Regions from separate parts of the Zea mays genome. Here region 2 is linked to region 1. The links are chromatin contacts, called in public Hi-C maps. All regions are on one chromosome and are shown on one strand. The core of a region is the stretch at or near the end of the contact, and the rest is flanking DNA. Distances in the headings are between cores, read along the strand shown.

The links. Hi-C and Micro-C count contacts between places; a contact is called where the count stands out from the background.
Region 2: a Hi-C map of leaf shows a contact between it and region 1, with 2.2 times the contacts expected there. The contact joins the promoter of LOC100279978 here to the promoter of LOC100383245 in region 1. A contact is called at or near these places in 6 of 25 Hi-C or Micro-C datasets (ear, endosperm, leaf and 1 more).

What each region holds. Positions count from the first base shown.
Region 1 is chr9:13,786,117-13,789,493 of Zm-B73-REFERENCE-NAM-5.0, reverse strand. LOC100383245 reads left to right here and starts at 1,756. Exons shown (of 5, transcript NM_001361976.1): 1 at 1,756-2,604; 2 at 3,186-3,377. The coding sequence starts at 2,193.
Region 2 is chr9:13,942,896-13,946,272 of Zm-B73-REFERENCE-NAM-5.0, reverse strand. LOC100279978 (Serine carboxypeptidase K10B2.2) reads right to left here and starts at 1,590. Exons shown (of 10, transcript NM_001152926.1): 1 at 1,172-1,590. The coding sequence starts at 1,442. It overlaps LOC100275680, which reads right to left. Exons shown (of 6, transcript NM_001149708.2): 6 at 2,277-3,213. The coding sequence ends at 2,642.

The sequences.
Region 1 (3,377 bases), core at 507-3,006:
AGGTAATCTATTATTTGAAAACATATTTATTTAAATCATGAATTGAGTTTTCCTAATTTATCCAGAATATGATTTTGGAGTGTTACAAGAAAGTCCAAGTAATGATGACGAATGGTATGATGATTTTTATCATGATAACTTTGTTTTTGATGATGTTTCTTCCCTAGCAGCAGAATTGCAGGCTACCCCTTATTAAAGTCGTGCTATGAGAGGAGGGAGTTGTGCTGACTTCGGAGTCACATCATCAAAAATAGAAGTGTCAAATAAGCGAGTGTGCGCCATGACAAGAAGCACTATGAGAGAAGGGAGGCACATGCCGTTGAGGGAGTCATACAACATTGAGATGGGGAACACGAAAAAATAGATGAAACCATAATTTAGATGCTTGTCCGAGAACCAAGGAGATTTGAGTTTTTAAACTAGCCCTAGAAATATGTGTTAAAAAGAGGATTTGGTTGTCCATTTTAATTTCTAAATTTGGATGCTTTAATAGTTGTTTTTTTATCTGATCACTTATATCTAATAGCTATAATTTTACTTTGTCATCTATATTATTAGGGTCTATTTGGAATGACTATGCTCCTCCATGGAGTAGCTCTACTAAAAAATTCTAGGATGGATGGAGCAAATTTATTATGGAGTTTTAGTTGTGTTTGGGTAGAAAAGGGTTCCTAGCTCTAGGAATAAGATTTTACAAGCGAAAGTACATCTTTTCCCTTGGTTGAATGATCCCACTTGTCAGTCTCTTGTATCTTCAATCATGTTATCCAAAGCATGGCGATGCTCGGGCAAGCTTGGGCGACAACCTCGGTGGGCAAGGAGACGTAGCGGCCGGTAGGCAGAGGACGACTTGCGATGATCGGCAGAGGAGGAGGAACCGTATCGGCTAGCGTGCAAAGGAGGAGGCACGCTTGTCAGCGGAGCGAGGAAGAGGCACGGCAGGCGGTGGAGGGAGGACCCACGATGCCCCGTGGATAGAGGGAGGAGGCGCGACTGGCGACATGCATGGGAGGAGGCGTGGTTGACGACGGAGGGAGAAAGTGCGAGGAGGAGAAGAGAAAGGTTACAGGAGAAAGAAAGAATCAATCATGTAAATATACTTGTAAGCTTTATGTCTAGTTTGTTTTTAGTTGTTTTTGAAGTAGGTAAAAAGGCACTCCGGTTTTTTACTATAGTTTTAGAAACTATGTAGAGTTTTTTGTTTAAAGCCGAAGTGTTTGGACTGATTTGGTGAGAAGGGATCACGGGGGGATCAGAGGGAATTGAGGGGGAAATTAGTTTATTTCCCCCTCAATCCTCTCCAATCCTCCCGTGATCCTCTTGTCACCAAATTAGTCATTAGTGCGGGTAACCGGGTTGGAGTTCCGCTCCAGAACTATGCCAAACAGCGACAGTATAGTGTTAAGCAGGAATTTTGCTGGAGATGCTCTAGCCGATTAGCTAACTATCCCTGTCGTACTCGTACCACTCTGACGTCACGCAGCAAGGCTACCCAACTGCACTAGTACACGACCCACCGCACAAGGCTGGCCCGGTATCAGGGGCCCACACGACAGGCACTCTTTGTCCATGCTGCTGTCAGCTAGCGAGCCAGCTCACCGTTTTTAAAACCAATTAAACAAAAGGTCAAACGGCTAACCTGCCGAAGGAATCTCCCAATTTCTTAGGACTTCGATCTCGTGCAACTTTTTTTACTTCACGCTGTTCTTGTTTATAGTCCACTTGTACCTGATGTCTGCAGCTAACCCCATTCATGTCTCGATGCCCAGTGGTGTGTTTTTGGAAGCCATTGGGCACCATTCGCCTGCCAAAAATTTTTCTTGACATTTTTCTCCATTTCTTTTGCCAGTTTATCCCAAGTTCAGATTGTAACAAAAGGTTCGAGCAAACTTTTGATCTGATTGATACCTTCAGGAGCGGTTAGCTTGACACTCTCTTGGTTTTTTCAAGACTTTCTGGATCGATACGATACAGACGCACCTACCTCACCCAGCTCCGATCTTGCTGTCGCTTCCCACAGTGCGTAGAATCCAAGAAACCCCAAATCTGTGCCTGGAGCATCGAGCATCCATTATCCGGATCATGGAGAGGTTCGGTAAAGCCCAGTGAAGAAATCCGAGCTCTGTTGCAGTCTCCTAGCGGGCTGCGGGCCATAGGAGATCTCGCGCGCGACAGCACAAGCGACCACGGAAATGTCGCCGCAGCCGGCCCCCGACCTCGCCGAGGACAAGGAGAGGGACACCAATGTCTTCATCGAGGAGGCCCCGGGATCGCCAGCTAAGGTGGCCGAGGGCGACGGCCATGGCCACGGCAGCCCCCCAACGTCGCCGGTGGCGTGGTTCCGGATGCTGGCCAGGGAACTGCACTGGAGCTTCGTCTTCGGCGTGGTGGCCACGTACGGCATCAGCCAGGGCCTCGGTGGCGGCATCTCGCGCGTCGCGTCCGACTACTACTGGAAGGACGTGCAGCGGGTGCAGCCGTCGGTGGCGCAGGTGTACCAGGGCGTCACGTCCATCCCCTGGATGGTCAAGCCGCTCTGGGGCCTGCTCACCGACGTGCTCCCCGTTGCCGGATACCGCCGCCGGCCCTACTTTATTCTTGCAGGTGAGGAGCATGTGTTGGTTTTTGGTTAGAGACGCTCCTGGGTCCTGATTTCTGGAAAACCAGTGTTCCTCGTTCAATTTGGTAGGAACTTTAGGACTGAAAAATATCTTGCGGAAATGTAGGAGTGCAAGTAAAGTTAGATGACTCGTAATCCTGAAAAGTAGTGACAAAACGTGTCAACGGCAATGAGCATCAAACATGCCTATTAGCTAATGGCTATGCACTAGTTGACTTTACATCTAGTAGGTGCAGCATAAGATCCAAACTAAATCATTAAAAAAACTTGTTTTAAAATGATGATTAGTTCAGTACATCTTAATTTTGATTCATTAACTGCATGGAGGAGTACCAAATAGCTAGTAGGAAGGAATCAATGTGACTGTGTAGGTGCATTTATTTTGAAAAAACAAGCTTTGCAGCAAACAGCATAAGCCAAAATGAGCCATTGTTCGCTAACAATGGCATTCATACTACTACTACTATTCTCTTGATAGGAGAATAAGCTTCATTTAGTAAAAGCATAAATAGAAAATGAGTATTTTGTTTGTTTTGTTCCCTCCCTGTTTTTGAGGAGTATGCAGGCTTCATCGGAGTGATTGCAATGCTTATACTCGCTCTCCACAGCAAGCTTCATGCATTGTTCGCTTTGTTGGCATTGATGACCGGAAGCGCTAGCGTGGCGATAGCTGATGTTACTATAGATGCTTGCGTGGCAGAAAACAGTATAGTGTACCCTCATCTTGCTGCTGATATGATAAGCTTAAATGGATTCT
Region 2 (3,377 bases), core at 341-2,840, 160 kb before region 1:
TTTAACTGATATATTGTGCTACCGTACAACAGATGAACTTCAGTAAAGAGAAACATATCATGGACCGGATAAGTCTACCAATAACCCAATGGTAACCTGTTGCCTACTAGTTCTACTTATATATGGTGGAGCAGCTCTGTCGATCTAGGTGATGGTCCTCGCAAGATTGGTTTCAATTCGCTGGTGATCCTTGGAGCTTGGGATATTTGGCAACACCGCAACGATTGCGTCTTCAAGGGGATCTCTCCTAATTTGTATAGTGTGTTAGGGTTGGCCGACGACGACCACACTCTGTGGTGTATGGCTGGGGCCAAGGGCCTTTCCATGTTGTTAGCTTTCGGGTGTGTGGGCTGTGGACCTGTCCTTTTTCTTTCTGTTTTCTTCTATTTATGAAATGATAAGCAGGTCTCCTGCGTGTTTGAGAAAAAAAAAGTTCTACTTATATATAGCTTAAATCTAATGCTCACGACCACCAACTCATGTAGCTTTATTAAAAAACGACAAATTAGATCACGATCTAGAGATCCAACTTGCTTGCATGCTTGCACAGTCGTCATTCAGAGAGAGAGTTGGGTGAAAATTAAAAGAGCTATCCAGACAATGGATACCCCTTTACTAAAGTTTAGTTAGTATCACATAGGATGTTTAAATGTAGTCTAATTACACAAATGAACATATGATAAGTAAATGTTTATTGTAGCATCACATGAGTGAATCATGGACTAATTAGTTTTAACAGATTTGTCTTGTCGTTTAATCCTCGTCTCTCTCTTTTTCTATTAAAGTTTAATCTTGATCGATGTAATTAGTTTTGTAATTAGAGTATATTTAATACTTGATCTAAACTTACGGCCCCCAAGCTAAATCCTAGTCCTGGCAAGAATGAGGGTACCACAAGCATCTGTGCATGTACACACAGCGCACGCAAGGCATCACTCTCGGCTCCCCTGTTAAAAAACAAGCTGGAGACCACAGGTCACCTACACCGAAGTCCGAAAATCCTTGGTTGCCCGATCCCCCGCAACCTCAATCAGATGATTAGTCCACAGATCTCCCCCAAGTACCCATCAGACCCAAACAGTCATCACAGTACGAAACGGATCGCGAAGCGAAGCACGCAGCAGGCGGGCGGGTGATAAGGTATGGGTACGTAGGTAGGTAGCGCACGCACCTCCGTTGAGCCAGAGCACGAGGGGCTTGGACCCCGGGTCCTTCTCGGCCTCAAAGAACCAGTAGAAGAGCGCAGCGCCGCGCTGCTCGCTGACGGTCACGTACCCGGCGTACTGCGCGAAGCTGGTGTTGAAGGCCTGCCCCGGCACCCGCGGCACCCGGTCCCGCGCCTGCTCCTCCCGCCACCTCCCGTCCCCGGCGGCGGCGGAGGCCACGACGACGGCGACGGCCAGTAGGAGGGCGGGCAAGAGCACTGCGGATCGGTAGGCCATCGTGGGCGACGACTCCGGCGCGAGGTTAGCGGGTAGCAGAGGAGCAGTGGCCTAGCTGGTAGTACTAGTAGCGGCCAATCAACGGCGCTCGTGCTCTGAATTCGTATTCATTCATTCATAATAAAAACTCCGCACGGGAACCGTTGCGGTTAAGGTTGGGTGAAGCGCAAGCGAAGTCTGCGAAGCGAAACTGAAAGAGAGGAAAGTGTGCGGCTAGCTGGCGGGACACGCGAGCCGCCGCCCGTGAGGCTATCCTCAGTGCCATATCTTTGATCTATAATCCTTTAGTCGTCAAGATTCCTTACTTTATATTATAATTTTCCACACTACCGCTATATATATATTCCTTCTATATCAACTATTAATACATATTTTATTCATTCTAATTCCACTATTATATTTTTTCCTTTATATAACACACGATTTCTTGCTATGGTCAATACTAGTATCATAACGATTTGCACGCGCTATAAATATAATTGATGAAATACTGTAGCTACGCAACTATGCCGCGAAATATATAGCGTATACAACACTGCGATCTGGTCCCGTGAGCGGGGTGACAGACTTGCAGTTGCAGGTGAGGAACTAGCATGATGATGTGTTTGGTCTTGGGTGCGGATCGTGTGATTATGTTGGGTGGAGCGCGGCACGGCCCGGCACGCCAACGCCATCAGCCCATCACGTGCACACCAAGCCACGGTCTATTTTGGTTTGACATGATTATAGTCGCGTAAAAATTAAAAGCCAACCTAACAGACCCAAAACTAAAAACGGGACCGAGTGTTTGAGTTATGGCACAAAATTAACAACGAAACTGAGTGGTTATGAGTTATGACAGATGAAAACATTACATTCACGTCAATCTGGAACATGTCAATCTGAAAACCTTACGTTCATGACAGATCGAAACAACCTTTATATACACGTCAATCAGGAACATACAGGGTACCAGTGGAGGTGCCGCCTGAAAATTAAGCTCAGAAGTTTTGCGTGGGACACGATTGAGTTAAAAGAACCAACGAACATCTCAATTTTTCCACTACCCATTTCAGTCGCGAAACACACAGCTGGGGCAACCTACCGAGTGTCACATTTACAGGGCGGGGAACTGGTGCACCAGAATACAACCTACCGGATTTCTTATTGCTTGGGTACAATCTTTACAGCATAAGGGCGCGAGGTCTTGACTTCCAGCTTCAGTTCTCTGTACCCTCTGGTATCTTGAAGAGGAACTGTGGTAGCGAGGCAATGCGGGGGAGGTTAGTCAGCAGCTCCCCAAACGAATCCTTTCTTGACATGGCTGGTAGATTGGTGGCATCTGTAGGTTTCCCAGTTGGTGCAGAGCTGAATTCTTCGTCGGAACCATCCGAGGCTTCAACACCGATGCTGTCGCTGTCATTTGGCTCAGGTTTTGGTTTGGTAACCGGCACTGTGTCTTTCTGAATCAAACAGCAGAGGGAGTCCACCCTGGCCATCAGTGATCTCTCGTCTGAAGCAGAAACCGGTGGGCCTTGTGTGTCACCAAGAAGGTACTGAGCAATCCCCTCAAGTGTTTCTTTGGTCGGCACCTCGTTGTTGGCCAACGCCGGATTGCCTGAAGTGATCTGCTCTGAGATGCAGTTGCCTAGGTGGTTCACAAAATCATCCACAGACATCGATGGTCTAAGCCCAGGCACCTTCAATTGACTCCACCAGTGGGGAATAGTGAATTCTGGTGCTGCACCATTCACATTTCTGCCAACAGCTTGTACACCTACAGCACCAACTCCTGTAAAAATGCCTGTGGGGTTAGAAAGAGTAATTAAAATATTTGCAGATGTATCTTGTGATCATGTGAAACACCTTGAAATTTTGATTCGACGACAGGAGAGGATTAGAGAATGTGCAGGCTAGCACATCAGCCATATATTCAATCTTAGATATGCATCTAAC